4 separate regions of the Sus scrofa genome follow, and all the other regions are linked to region 2. The links are chromatin contacts, called in public targeted proximity ligation maps. All regions are on one chromosome and are shown on one strand. The core of a region is the stretch at or near the end of the contact, and the rest is flanking DNA. Distances in the headings are between cores, read along the strand shown. Region 1 overlaps PBX1 (pre-B-cell leukemia transcription factor 1). Region 2 has its middle 430 kb from the start of NUF2. Region 3 has its middle 51 kb from the start of PBX1. Region 4 overlaps PBX1 (pre-B-cell leukemia transcription factor 1).

Region 1 (2,700 bases), core at 27-2,526, 840 kb after region 2:
ACTTCTGTGGGCATTTTCTGGGTGAGAACTGAATACTGTTTAACACACTCTCTGTGCCTAATAATTTATTAATATTAGTTGTATTGTTAATTATAGTAAATAGCAGATTGTGAGGAAATTATGCCATTAACCTTCTAGCGAGTGTGTTGGAGAGATGGATCTTCTTCATTTTTCCTGCAGCCCTTCCTCGTGGGAGCTTTTTTAAAAATAGGAAAGCTTAGTAAAGTAAAAATGTCTCTGTACCTACATGAAGTTACCAAACTGACTGTTCACGAGTTGATTCTGTTGCTTGTTTTGTTTCTGGTTTGGTGGTAGTACACAACCAGCGGATCTGTTAGCTTCCCAGTAATTAGCTACCATAACCCTACTCAGCCCCACCTCCAAAAAAAACTACCGGAACCAGCCATTGTTTCACCCTGAGGTTATTAGATAAAGAAGGCTTCTAGAGACTTTCATTAGCAAGAAAGGAAGGAAATTGTTTTCTTCATTAAATGGAATTGGTAAAACACTTTTTCAACAGATCACATTGGGAGCGAAGGTATTTAAGAGCTGGCATATTCTAATAGATAAAACCATGGTATCAGAAACCTGAACTTTATTCCAAGTGCTATTAAAAAAAAAATAACTCTTGTAGCTATGCAGAGTTCTTCAGTTTTTGTAAATTACGCTGCCAGGGCATTGTCGGTGCTCAGTCTCTAAGGCTGAACTGGGTTGGGTAAAGTCCATTTACAGCTAAGAGGGTCCTGAAATCCCAGTCACATTCGTTGCTGAAATTGGCAGCCACATCCAGCTTGAAGGAGTAAGAGAAAAGTGCGGGAAGGAAGCTTAAATCTCCGATTAAATTAAACTCAAGCATGATTTTCTAAGAGAGCATTTTTTGGGTCAGGTGCTCCCAGAGGTGCCTTTGTCCCGGACTTAGAATGTCTCCTTTCAGAAAGCGACAACTCTCTGGGGGCAGCTGGAGGGGGCGCTCTCGAAGGCGACTGTCTTTAGGACAGTATGCAGTATCGTCTCCTCTGCCACGGGAACCTTCAGCCTGTGAGGGTCCTAGTTAATTAACAATTGTCACCCCTACTCTTTCATCCTGTCATCGGGAGCACCTGACAGAATGGGAGCAGCGTGGCCCCTGAAAGTGCCGAGCTTGGGGGGACTGAAGAGGAGGCGTGGGTGGCTCAGGTCCTGGAAAGATCTGGATCATTGCATTCGGCCTGTCCAAAATGGACTTGGACCACTTCTCTGCTGTCTGTTGCGTTCCTGAGCAGCTGTTGAGCAGCTGCCTTGAGCCACCTCAGCAGTGGGTGAAAAGACTTCACTGTCTGTTTATGGCAGAGCAGAAAGGGGCCCGGGATCAAATGCCCTGAATAAACATCAGATATTGTGAGTATTTTGATTCACCGTAATGAAGCACATTATTATTAGCCGAGCACTGTGGCTTCCCGGCAGAGAGCCAGTACCCTTGACAATACCTCCTTCTCATCCAGCCCCTCCTCCCTTTGAGCCCCCTCCAAGTGGGGAAGCTGCACCCCAGCGGGGGGGGGTGTGTGTGGCATTTCCCCAGAAAGCCTGTTGGGATGCCTGCCTCCACTACCCACCCCGTGGCCCCGTAGAATTCTAGCCAACCCGCTGCCAGGTTTTATTTCCCTCTCTTTGTTGTACAGCTTGTGGGGGGTGGGGCACAGTTGAGGTTGGGGAGGGAAGATACTTAGAAGATCGTATGTTTCTGTAGCAATTTTCTTAGTGAGAGCAAAATGCTACGTGGACCCGATCTTCTGTGGATTTTGTCTTCAGCTCATCTCTGCAGAGTAGAAGCAGGGTATCTATGACCCCTTTTCATATTTAACACAAGGGAAACTGGGAAACTGAAGTCGGGGGGAAGTTTGCCCACCAATTGTGAGAATATGCTGGGTTTCTAAGTTACCTAAACTTTGAAGCAGTGCTAATGACACACTTTATATGACCAGACACACATGGTAACTTGTATATGGTCCTTGCCACTCCCTTTGAGGTACTGCTGTCCCCATTTCACGAATAGGGAAGACGAGAGGCAGGGATCTTAGGGAACTAACCAAGCCCCGCTGTGATGTGAGTTCCAGAAGCAAGATCTGAACAGAGACAGTCTGTGCCCTTAGCCCGCTGCTCTGTTCATGTGATTTACTCCATCTGCAGGTCACTGCACAGGAGCTTGGGGCAGCTAGCCTTGCTAAAGGGTTAGGAATGATTAAATCCACTCACGGACAAATGAAATGAAGTACTGAGTAGTGAAAGGATTTGCCCACATACCCACAGAGGCAGGGTCAAAAACCAGGCCTCCCAGCCCCAGTGTAGACACAGCCCAGTGGATGTGTCTGCCTATGTATCTTTGGCCAACCAACTGGAAGGATGTCTTGGAGAAATGACTAGTAAATGTGTTAATATTATTGCATTATTGACATCTGTGAGGAGATGCATGTGGTTAAAAACAATGGCAATGCGGAGTTATCATTAATAAGTGTGTTTAGGCTAGGTTGGACCCTTTGAGTCATTAGTTCTTCAGCTCAAAGCATTAACTTGCCTTTTTATTGCAAATATTACACAGTTTTACAACATTACTGTGAGTGGCATGTGAATAGATATTTTACTTAGTGCTCACCGAGAAAACCAGACTACAGTAATAGTCACTAAAAGAAAGAGCAGTGGCGGAGTTCCTGTTGTGGCTCAGCT
Region 2 (3,056 bases), core at 153-2,652:
CGAGACTACTGTGCTATGAAAAATGCAAAGTTGCCATATGAAGATGACATGTGGAGAGACACAGATGCCTTGGTAGCCTCTATCAGTGCCAGACATCCCATCAGAGGCACCACACATCAAAATAAAGGAACATTCTGGATGTCCAGCCCAGCTGAACCTACAGATGATTCCAGCTCCAGCTGCCACTAACATCAACAACACGAGAGACCCCAAAGGAGAGCCACCCAGCTGAATCCAGTCAAACCACACAACCATGAGTTATAATTATAAAGTGTTTTTTAAACCATTAAAATTTGGGGAAGTTTATTTTATCCCAACAGGTATTCAGAGTGGGAACTTATCAGGTATTCTCTTCCTTCCCCACTAGCAGCATGTTGTAATATCCTTTGGTTTCTATTCTATACATTTAAAATTTTTTAATAATTTATGTGATTAATTTGTCACCATTACCTTGATTGAAAGTTTTTGAGAGGTTTGTCTTATTTGAGATGAACCCCCAGCTTAGCACCCAGGGCATGTAAAGACTTCAACAACAGTTTATTGATTGATTGAGAAGTTCCTTCAGGTCAGAGGCTGTGTTATGCCAAACATTATATTTCCTGAAAACACAGAACTTTATTGTATTCCTTCAAGGATATTTGCTGGTAAAACTCATGCCCATCAGCCTACTCTAACATACTCTCACAAATGATGGGTCCCTTTTATGATCTGTTTTCCACCAGTCCACTCCTTGATCTGTCCACATGACCTTGGCTTTAGCATCACTGGGTTGTACTCCCTAATCTGTGTTTTTAATCATGATTTTCCTTCTGCTTGAAGTGTTCCCCTACTCACCGCCCCCCATCACATATTCCACTTTGTGAAAACCTATTCAATTCTGCAAAATCTAGCTAAAAGATTGCCTTCTCTTTAAACTTCTCCTGCCTTCTTGAAGTGCAATAATAATCCCTTTTCTTGAGGTCGTGGGACCTCTTTAGTCCTCACCCCCATGACATTCTGCTTACTGCTTCCTGATTCCTGGTCTCCATTGGACAGTGAGCTTTTCAAGGACTGAGGCAGTAGCTTATTTAACTTGAACTCCCCAGCACAGTAAATGGCACAGAGCAGGTGGTCAATAAATGACTGTTGGATGAATGAACACATTTTACAAGGAGAAAACGACCGTGTGAGAGATAAGAAATAAACATGGTGTTGAGTGTTTTGTCACCACAAAATGCTATTAATATACAATTGGCACCCAGCTCCCTGGCTTCTCCTGACTATCTCAAGCCTTTCATCTTTCACCACAAAGCCAACAGCCATTCTTTAATCAATGCGGTTGCCTTTCTCTGAACCCTCTCTAGTTTGTACTTTTTTTTTGTCCTGAGATGCCTGAAGCCTCTTCATATTCAGCCCAAAATAGCACTGACCTTTCAGCTGCTATATCACCTGGCAGCTCATATCTAATTTCCTTTTGCAAAAGCCTCTCTCACTTGCTTTTAGCATTTTGCTTTCCAGGTTTCTCGCTGCTTGCGGTGTGCCGATTGTGTTTTTCCCTCAGAGAATCTGGTTTCCATTTTTTTTTTTTTTTTTTTTTCCTGGTTTGAACTCTCCCTGGTTATTTCTTTCTTTTCCCCCAGGCATTCAGTGGTACACAAAGGAGGAGGATTGGGGAGATGCAGGAGGCTGTGTTGTGGTGATTTCCTAAGACCTGGAAGATAGCACTACCCCAGTTTGTTCTGCACCCCCACCCCCACCCCAACAGATTGCTGTCAATAGCGATCCTCTCATCTTTCCCATGAATTCAGAGGGAATGTTTCATTGATTTGGAATTTTTTTTTTCATCTCTCTCTTTTTTTTGGGGGGGGGGTTTATTTTTTCTTTTCTTTTCTTTCTTTCTTCACTTTAAAAACTTTTTTTTTTTTTTTTTTGAATGACATTCATGCCAGGTCAAATGCTAAGGAATCCAGGTGCTCAGAAAATTCTTCTCAGGAATTCTTAGGTGCCGTCTTTCTTAAGAGCAAGCCTCAGATTCCAGCTGGCATCATTCCCTACAAAATGGCTTCGCGTAGAGAACCAGAAAGACATCTCTATCTCCATACCTCCTGTGAACTGAAAAGGGACTTTCATAACAGGGAACACTTCACGAGCCCCAGGAAGTGACACCGCGTTCAGATGCAAACAAAGAAATTACAAAAGTAAACAACATGCCTACCTAGAAAAGTCGCTAAAATGTACAAATGCAGGATTTCTAGAATATGCCCCAAGTTTTTATGCCTTTATACTCATATCCATACTGTTTCTTCAGCTTAGAATAATCTGGTTTACCTTCTCACTTTATTTCAATAAACTTGTCCTGCAAAGCACCATGCAGCTGCCATTTCCTCCTTGAAAAGTCACCTCATCACCCACAGGTAGGCACTCTCTCCTCCAAGTTCCTGCTGTTTTTTGTTTATACCAGTTTTCTCACTTATAAAACAATTAGGCTTATATTTGAGTTCCTTATAGAGCACTATTTCTCCCTCAAAACTGCAAACTCCTTAGGGATAGGAAAGCTGGCTTATTTTTCCTGTGACTTTAACTAAGAAAAGCATAAAACTTTTGAAATCATGTCCTAGAATTGTTCATAGAATTTTGCTTTCATGGTGAAAACAGGCACACAGAGTTCAATCCAACTATGATTCTCTGAGGGGGGGCATCTTCCTGGACCACTGCAGCTTGGTGGTTAGAAAAATCTTCTCTAGATTCTCTGGAGTGCCTATTGATGTAACAAGTTAAAAGTGTTTGGGTGAGTGTTGGAGGGAGGGTCTGATTAAGAAAAAGAAGGAGTGGTGGTGGGAGAGAGGAGGAGATGGCTTTTTATCAGAATATCTTGTCCCATGGGGCCGAGTTGTGATTCCCACTATTAACAATAATAGAAATAATTATTTTTAACAGTTATCATTTGAGATTTTTTTTTCTCTTTTGTCCTTTTAGGGCCGCACCCGTAGCATATGGAGATTCCCAGGCTAGGGGGGTCTAATCAGAGCTGTAGCTGCCAGCCTACACCAGAGCCACAGCAACGTGGGATCTGAGCC
Region 3 (2,708 bases), core at 187-2,686, 540 kb after region 2:
GGAGAAAGCCATTCTGCTTGTGTACTTCCCTGACCTGAACCTTTTGGGTCTACCTGTGATTCACTTGTGTCCTGGTGAACATGTCATTAGCCTAACGTAAGATCCATGCCACAGCATACAAACAAGAAACCTCACTTAATTTAGCTAGAAGACTCTGTATTTTTGGGTGATTTATTGGGAGATTTATGGGGGCCTTTATATCTGTTTTTATCATTTCATAATCAAACTAATTGCTGTTGATCTTTCAGGAGGTGCTGGGGGTGAACATAAAGCAAGCATCCAGAAGGAGTAAACAGTGTGGGCAGTTGGAGAAAGTGAGTGAAGCAGAGAGACTTCTTGCAAAATAACAGTGGACTTTTTCAATGGTTATTCAGTATTGTGGGCTCTTCTTAAATGGAGTTTAGTGGAGATTAATTTAGTGGGGATTTACCGGCTCTTAAAGGAAAAGAGGAATAATTTCAAAAACGTGTGTTGTATTCTAGGACCCTCCCTGCTGCTGAGTTAAGGTTTCAAGTCTGTCCTTCAGGAGAACAGGCAGCCGAAGAAGGGTTTAGGTCCCCACTGAAAGATAAAGTGAACCCAGGCACAGATGGCTGAAGTCCACATAGAGAGTCGGCCTATTTTTAATCGGGCAGCTAGGAACTGAGGAGTCTATGACTCTGCTTCTATTTGTGGAAATAAACAGTATCAGAGAAAGGGTTTATGAAATTTTGCTGCCCCGCTCCTATTACATCCTGACATTAAAGGGGCTACCTGGTGTGTTCGGTCCCCAGTTCGGTAATTCCCTATTCAGTGATTACCTTCCCAAACCCTGAGACTTGCTCTCCCCAAGCCTCAGCTATGGCAAAGGGCTCAAATGCAGAGTCCATGTGAGGAATAGGTGAGATGATGCGTATGGCAACCCTTTGTCAAAACCACAAAGCAGAAGAAAACATCAGAGAGGATGAAGAGGAAGAGAATCTTTATAATCGGTCTCCAGAAAAGTCGCTCTTTCCTGCAACCTCTTGGCCCTCCAGCTGGGGGTTGTACAGAACCACTCCTGAAAGTCATTTGATCTGCCTTCAAGATTGAGCTGGTCACGGTTGGAGCTGTGGCATTTACCAAGCTGAGGATTAAGCTGCCCCATTATGTCAGGGCCCAGAGGGGACATATTTATTCCTTTGTTTGGCTCATGGTGATGATGGGTCTGCCTCCTCTGAGGGAGGGTCAGCCTTCTCTGGAGGTGAGCTAATGGGCTGCCTGGCGACAAAGCGTGTTGGCGGGGGCCTCAGCAAGATGCTGTAGAATCTAAGCTGTGTCCACTCCCAGGAGGAGAAACAGTTGAGACCCTGACCTACTGGGAAAGCTTCCAGCAAAGCTAATGGCATCGGATCCCTGCGCTTCTCCTGCTGTTTCTATTGCAGTTGCAGTCTCCTGGCAGTTCCAACAACCCTGCCTTGTGAAAAATAGCTCCCCAGTCCCACTCACGAGGGAGACTCTGACTCAGAACTACAATGTCAGGCTGCGGTGAGAGTACCTAAGAAAACATTTTAGTTCCATGTTATCCAGGCACATGCATATAGACCCCGCATAGAAATTAATACGTGCCAGTGCACAAGCTGCTGATGCTTGTTCTCAACTTGTAAATTAAGGAAACTGCCCCTAAAGTCCTTGAGGAAAGGCCTGTTGTAAATACAGAGACTTTTCTTTTATTATTGCATCACTGCAAACAGCGTTATCACCTTTTTCTCTTCAATACGTATAACTGCACAAGCAGAATAAGGCTATTTGCCAGGCTGGATGCTACTGTGGATGACAGACTAGGGCAGGAAGCTGGGTTGGATGCAGACTGACAGTTTCGTAAATCTGATTTCTAATTTTATGTATTTATTTCTTTTAAAGAAGAGAGGGAGAGAGGGAATACTCAGAGCCATGAAATCATTAAAACCAATTCCCTTTCCCTCCCTGGCCCTCCCTTTCCCTGAGTATGTGTGTGAAACAATCTTTGCAGCTACAGAGCCATCCGATGGTATTGATCCAGGTGTGGAAATTGGTATTGACTGCTGCTGCTGCTCCGTGCACTTCCCCAGCTTTTAAAGATACAGCGTAGAGGTGATTTCACTTTGTACATGACATAGCTCTGGAGACATTGGCTGAAACAAACTAAATCATACAAATTAAAAACCAGGTTTCCTATCTTGCTCCCCAGCTTCAACCAAAGTGAACCCAAAGAACTTCCAAACAGATGGTGGTAAAAAAATGAAAGCTCAATGCCCCTTTCTAAGGTGAGAAAAGGACAACTGGTGTGCACTTTATTTTCATCCTGGTCATCGATAAATGTCTCTTTTTGGTCTTTTATGCATTTTTTTTAATTAAAGTATAGTCAATTTACAATGTTGTGCCCCAATGTTGTTATAATCCTTAGAAGATCTAGAAGCTTAATGGAAAGTGTGGTCCACTAGTCAGAGTTACTGTATTAGTTTCCTATCACTGCCTGAAAGCTTGGTAGCACAAGCACAAAAACAACACAAATCTTTTACCTTACAGCCCTATAGGTCAGAAGTCCCAAAGGGCCCCACTGGACTAAAATTAAGTGTTTGCAGCCTTTGTCCCTTTCTGGAGACTCTAGAGGAAAATCCCATTTCCTGCTCATTTGGGTTGTGGACGGAAGTTGGTTCTTTGTGGTTGTAGGACTGAGGTCCCAGCTTTGAGAGGCCACTCACATTCCT
Region 4 (2,700 bases), core at 40-2,539, 650 kb after region 2:
CCCGGATCCCTGGGCTCTGGTGCATTTCTCTTTCCAACAGCCTGTGCTGCCTCCCAGTGGACAGAGCATCTGCAAGGAGGAGAGATGTTAATACCTGATTCTTGTCTAGAAAAAGAATTGTTTGGTGAGTGTTAGCATTTCTTTGGCCTTCCCATTGCCTCAGTTTGTTAAGTGTCAATATCTTACCTCTCTGAGCAAGGCTGAAAAACCCCGTTACCACCTCCCTCCCACCCCCAAATTAGTAGTAGTATTTATAAACCCTTGAAAGCATCCCTTAAAGGTCTAAGAACAGATTCTAAATTAGCTTTCTATTGGGAGAATAATCCCCACGTTGGAGGGACTCAAGAGATAGATGATCAACGCCAGCCCCTAACCTCCTCTGGGGGATGCTGACGTTCACTTGAATCTTGTCCAAGATGACCAGCTCCTCCAGTGCTCACGTTCTCCCTTTTTTCTCTGTTTAACCTTGTACAACTCCAGGGGCAATTTTGGTGCTCTGATGATTTGGAAAAATAAGTGAAAGGTAAGTTCTATCTTCCTTAAAAAAATTACGTCCAAGTGAGTGATGGCTGTGCTCTATTCCTCAGTAATATTTCGATGCTCTTCCTGAAGAATAGTAGAGCTGCCAAAATCAGTAGGGTTTTTACCAAGCTCTGCTTCAGTAATCCTATCACTTGCCTGAAGAATTCATTATACTGAAATAAACACATTAGGAACTCCGTGGTCTTTTCCATCTCTAATATTTATGAAGTACTGAGGCTCCCAGCCAGCAATAGGGAAGCAGGTAATTCCCAGCAATCAGTTAAATAGACGTGGGTTGATTTGGATTGCAAAGTATAGGTGCTTGATTAGCCTCATATCTGGCCATGCATTGTTCTTCAGTCATTCAAGAGCTACCTAATTATGAATATTGAAGTACAAATGTTCCAGCCTTTCACATAAGGCGCTTACCTTTTAATTGGCCATCAGCTTTGTTTTTAGCTTAGATGTATCTCCACTGGGATGCAAATGAAATGGGGAGATAATCATCCAGGAAGCAGAGAAAAGGGTAAAATGATCACGGATGATTAAGTGGCCATAGGGAAATGTTAGGGTTAGGCTAAAGGGAGAGAAACAAAAGAAGGAAACTCACAGGAAACCAGCTCCCTTCACTGCCGCACTGCCAGGCACACCTCTTTTCAAAGCACCTTTTAATTTCCCTCTGCAGCGTTCAGGTGGGGACATCTGGACACGCTCAAGCTGACATCTACCAGCTTGATCACAAACTTGACTCCTCCCTGCCCCTGAACTCTGAGCCAAGCAGAGGGCGGGGTCTTGGATCCTCACCACACAAACTTGGCAGGAAAAAAAAAGACCGTTAAGTGAAGGCTAATTGGAAGCTGCCCCAAACTACACTCCGTTGGAGCTATTTACAATATCTTTCAAGCAGCGGCTTACTAGATTATTCAGTTAAGGGGCTGAGGGTGGGTGGGGGGAGTCCTCAAGGGGATGAAATTGACCTGAAGGACCAGCTGGTTTGGACAGGGCAGTGGATGCTTTTGGAAACTCTTGAAATAGTAGCTCCCACCTGATCTTAATCCTCCGGTACACAGCCTTAGACACTCCCCTTTACAGCCAGAGTGGGACACCTTTTGGGTCATGTGTCTCATTATATTCTCATGAAAGCTATGGCCCTCTCCCCAGAAAAGGAACTTAGATACACACATTTTTGTTTCCCTGTGTAATTTCAGGAAGCTAAGGAACCTCTGAAAGACCATCCATGGATCTTCTAATTTTGTTGGGTTTAAAAAAATCCTGCTTCAGATACAGAGATTGGGCCAGGAAGTTTTCTAGATGCTAGAGAAATAATAGTGTGGGTACCCAGCATGTCTCAGGGAGAGCTCCACCGAACTGTGGCGTTTTGCAGTATTTTGTCGGCATCCTCCCCCTCCTACTCCAGGGTGATTATAGTAAGTTTTGTTTGTGTGATTTTATAGTTTAGAGGGCACTTTGTAAACATCCCATTGAGCGCTCCAAGTGATCCCACAATCCTCTGAGGTTAGCGGGTTTTGTTTTCCCCATCACTGCTTTGTCTGTTACAAGTTCCACTTCTCTCTGAGGCTCCATCCCACCTAAGCGCCTAAGCATGTGTGCTTTGTTGATGGACGGAAAGATGGGGTGTGGGGAGTGGGCGGGGTGGGGGGAGGGGCATGTACTCTGTGAGCACTACCTGGAGAAGTGGAGGCGGGACAGCTGACTTTCTCAGAGAAGAAGTGCCTTCTCTGCATCAACCTCTGGTACTCAGATGAGGACAACTCTTTATTCCTTGTCCTTGGCCAGATGTCTGATTTTATTGATGTTGACTTTGTGATAACTGTTGCAGAGACATGGAGGAAGTTTACTTTAGTTTCATAGATAAGGCAGACCCATTAAATACATATTGTAAAGATCTAGGCAGACTTGTATAGAAAAATGTAGACTACCTTAGAAAAACCTTTGGATTCAAGGCCTTCAAAAACACTCATTTGTATGTAAATACCTAAGAAGCAGGTCTTCAGTTTAGAGGCTGTATTTTGTTTATGTAATTCTAGCTAATCCTAATAATTGTCTCCAGGCAAACATGACAACATTTTTATATCTTTAAAAATAATCTTGGAGTTCAGTTGTGGGCCAGTGGATTAAGAACCTGATGTAGTGTACGTGAGGATACGAGTTTGATTC

What was found.
Region 1: a targeted proximity ligation map of skeletal muscle shows a contact between it and region 2, with 8 times the contacts expected there. A contact is called at or near these places in 2 of 47 Hi-C or Micro-C datasets (embryonic fibroblasts and subcutaneous adipose tissue) and 1 of 2 datasets of targeted methods (skeletal muscle).
Region 3: a contact with region 2 is called in a targeted proximity ligation map of skeletal muscle. A contact is called at or near these places in 1 of 47 Hi-C or Micro-C datasets (embryonic fibroblasts) and 1 of 2 datasets of targeted methods (skeletal muscle).
Region 4: a targeted proximity ligation map of skeletal muscle shows a contact between it and region 2, with 2.5 times the contacts expected there. A contact is called at or near these places in 2 of 47 Hi-C or Micro-C datasets (embryonic fibroblasts and heart right ventricle) and 1 of 2 datasets of targeted methods (skeletal muscle).

What each region holds. Positions count from the first base shown.
Region 1 is chr4:85,917,262-85,919,961 of Sscrofa11.1, reverse strand. All of the region lies in intron 3 of PBX1 (pre-B-cell leukemia transcription factor 1), which reads left to right. Among named protein-coding and RNA genes, the nearest start is that of PBX1, 250 kb to the left of the region's middle.
Region 2 is chr4:86,760,872-86,763,927 of Sscrofa11.1, reverse strand. No RefSeq gene overlaps it. Among named protein-coding and RNA genes, the nearest start is that of NUF2, 430 kb to the left of the region's middle.
Region 3 is chr4:86,220,074-86,222,781 of Sscrofa11.1, reverse strand. No RefSeq gene overlaps it. Among named protein-coding and RNA genes, the nearest start is that of PBX1, 51 kb to the right of the region's middle.
Region 4 is chr4:86,111,495-86,114,194 of Sscrofa11.1, reverse strand. The region is part of intron 2 of PBX1 (pre-B-cell leukemia transcription factor 1); the gene reads left to right. Among named protein-coding and RNA genes, the nearest start is that of PBX1, 57 kb to the left of the region's middle.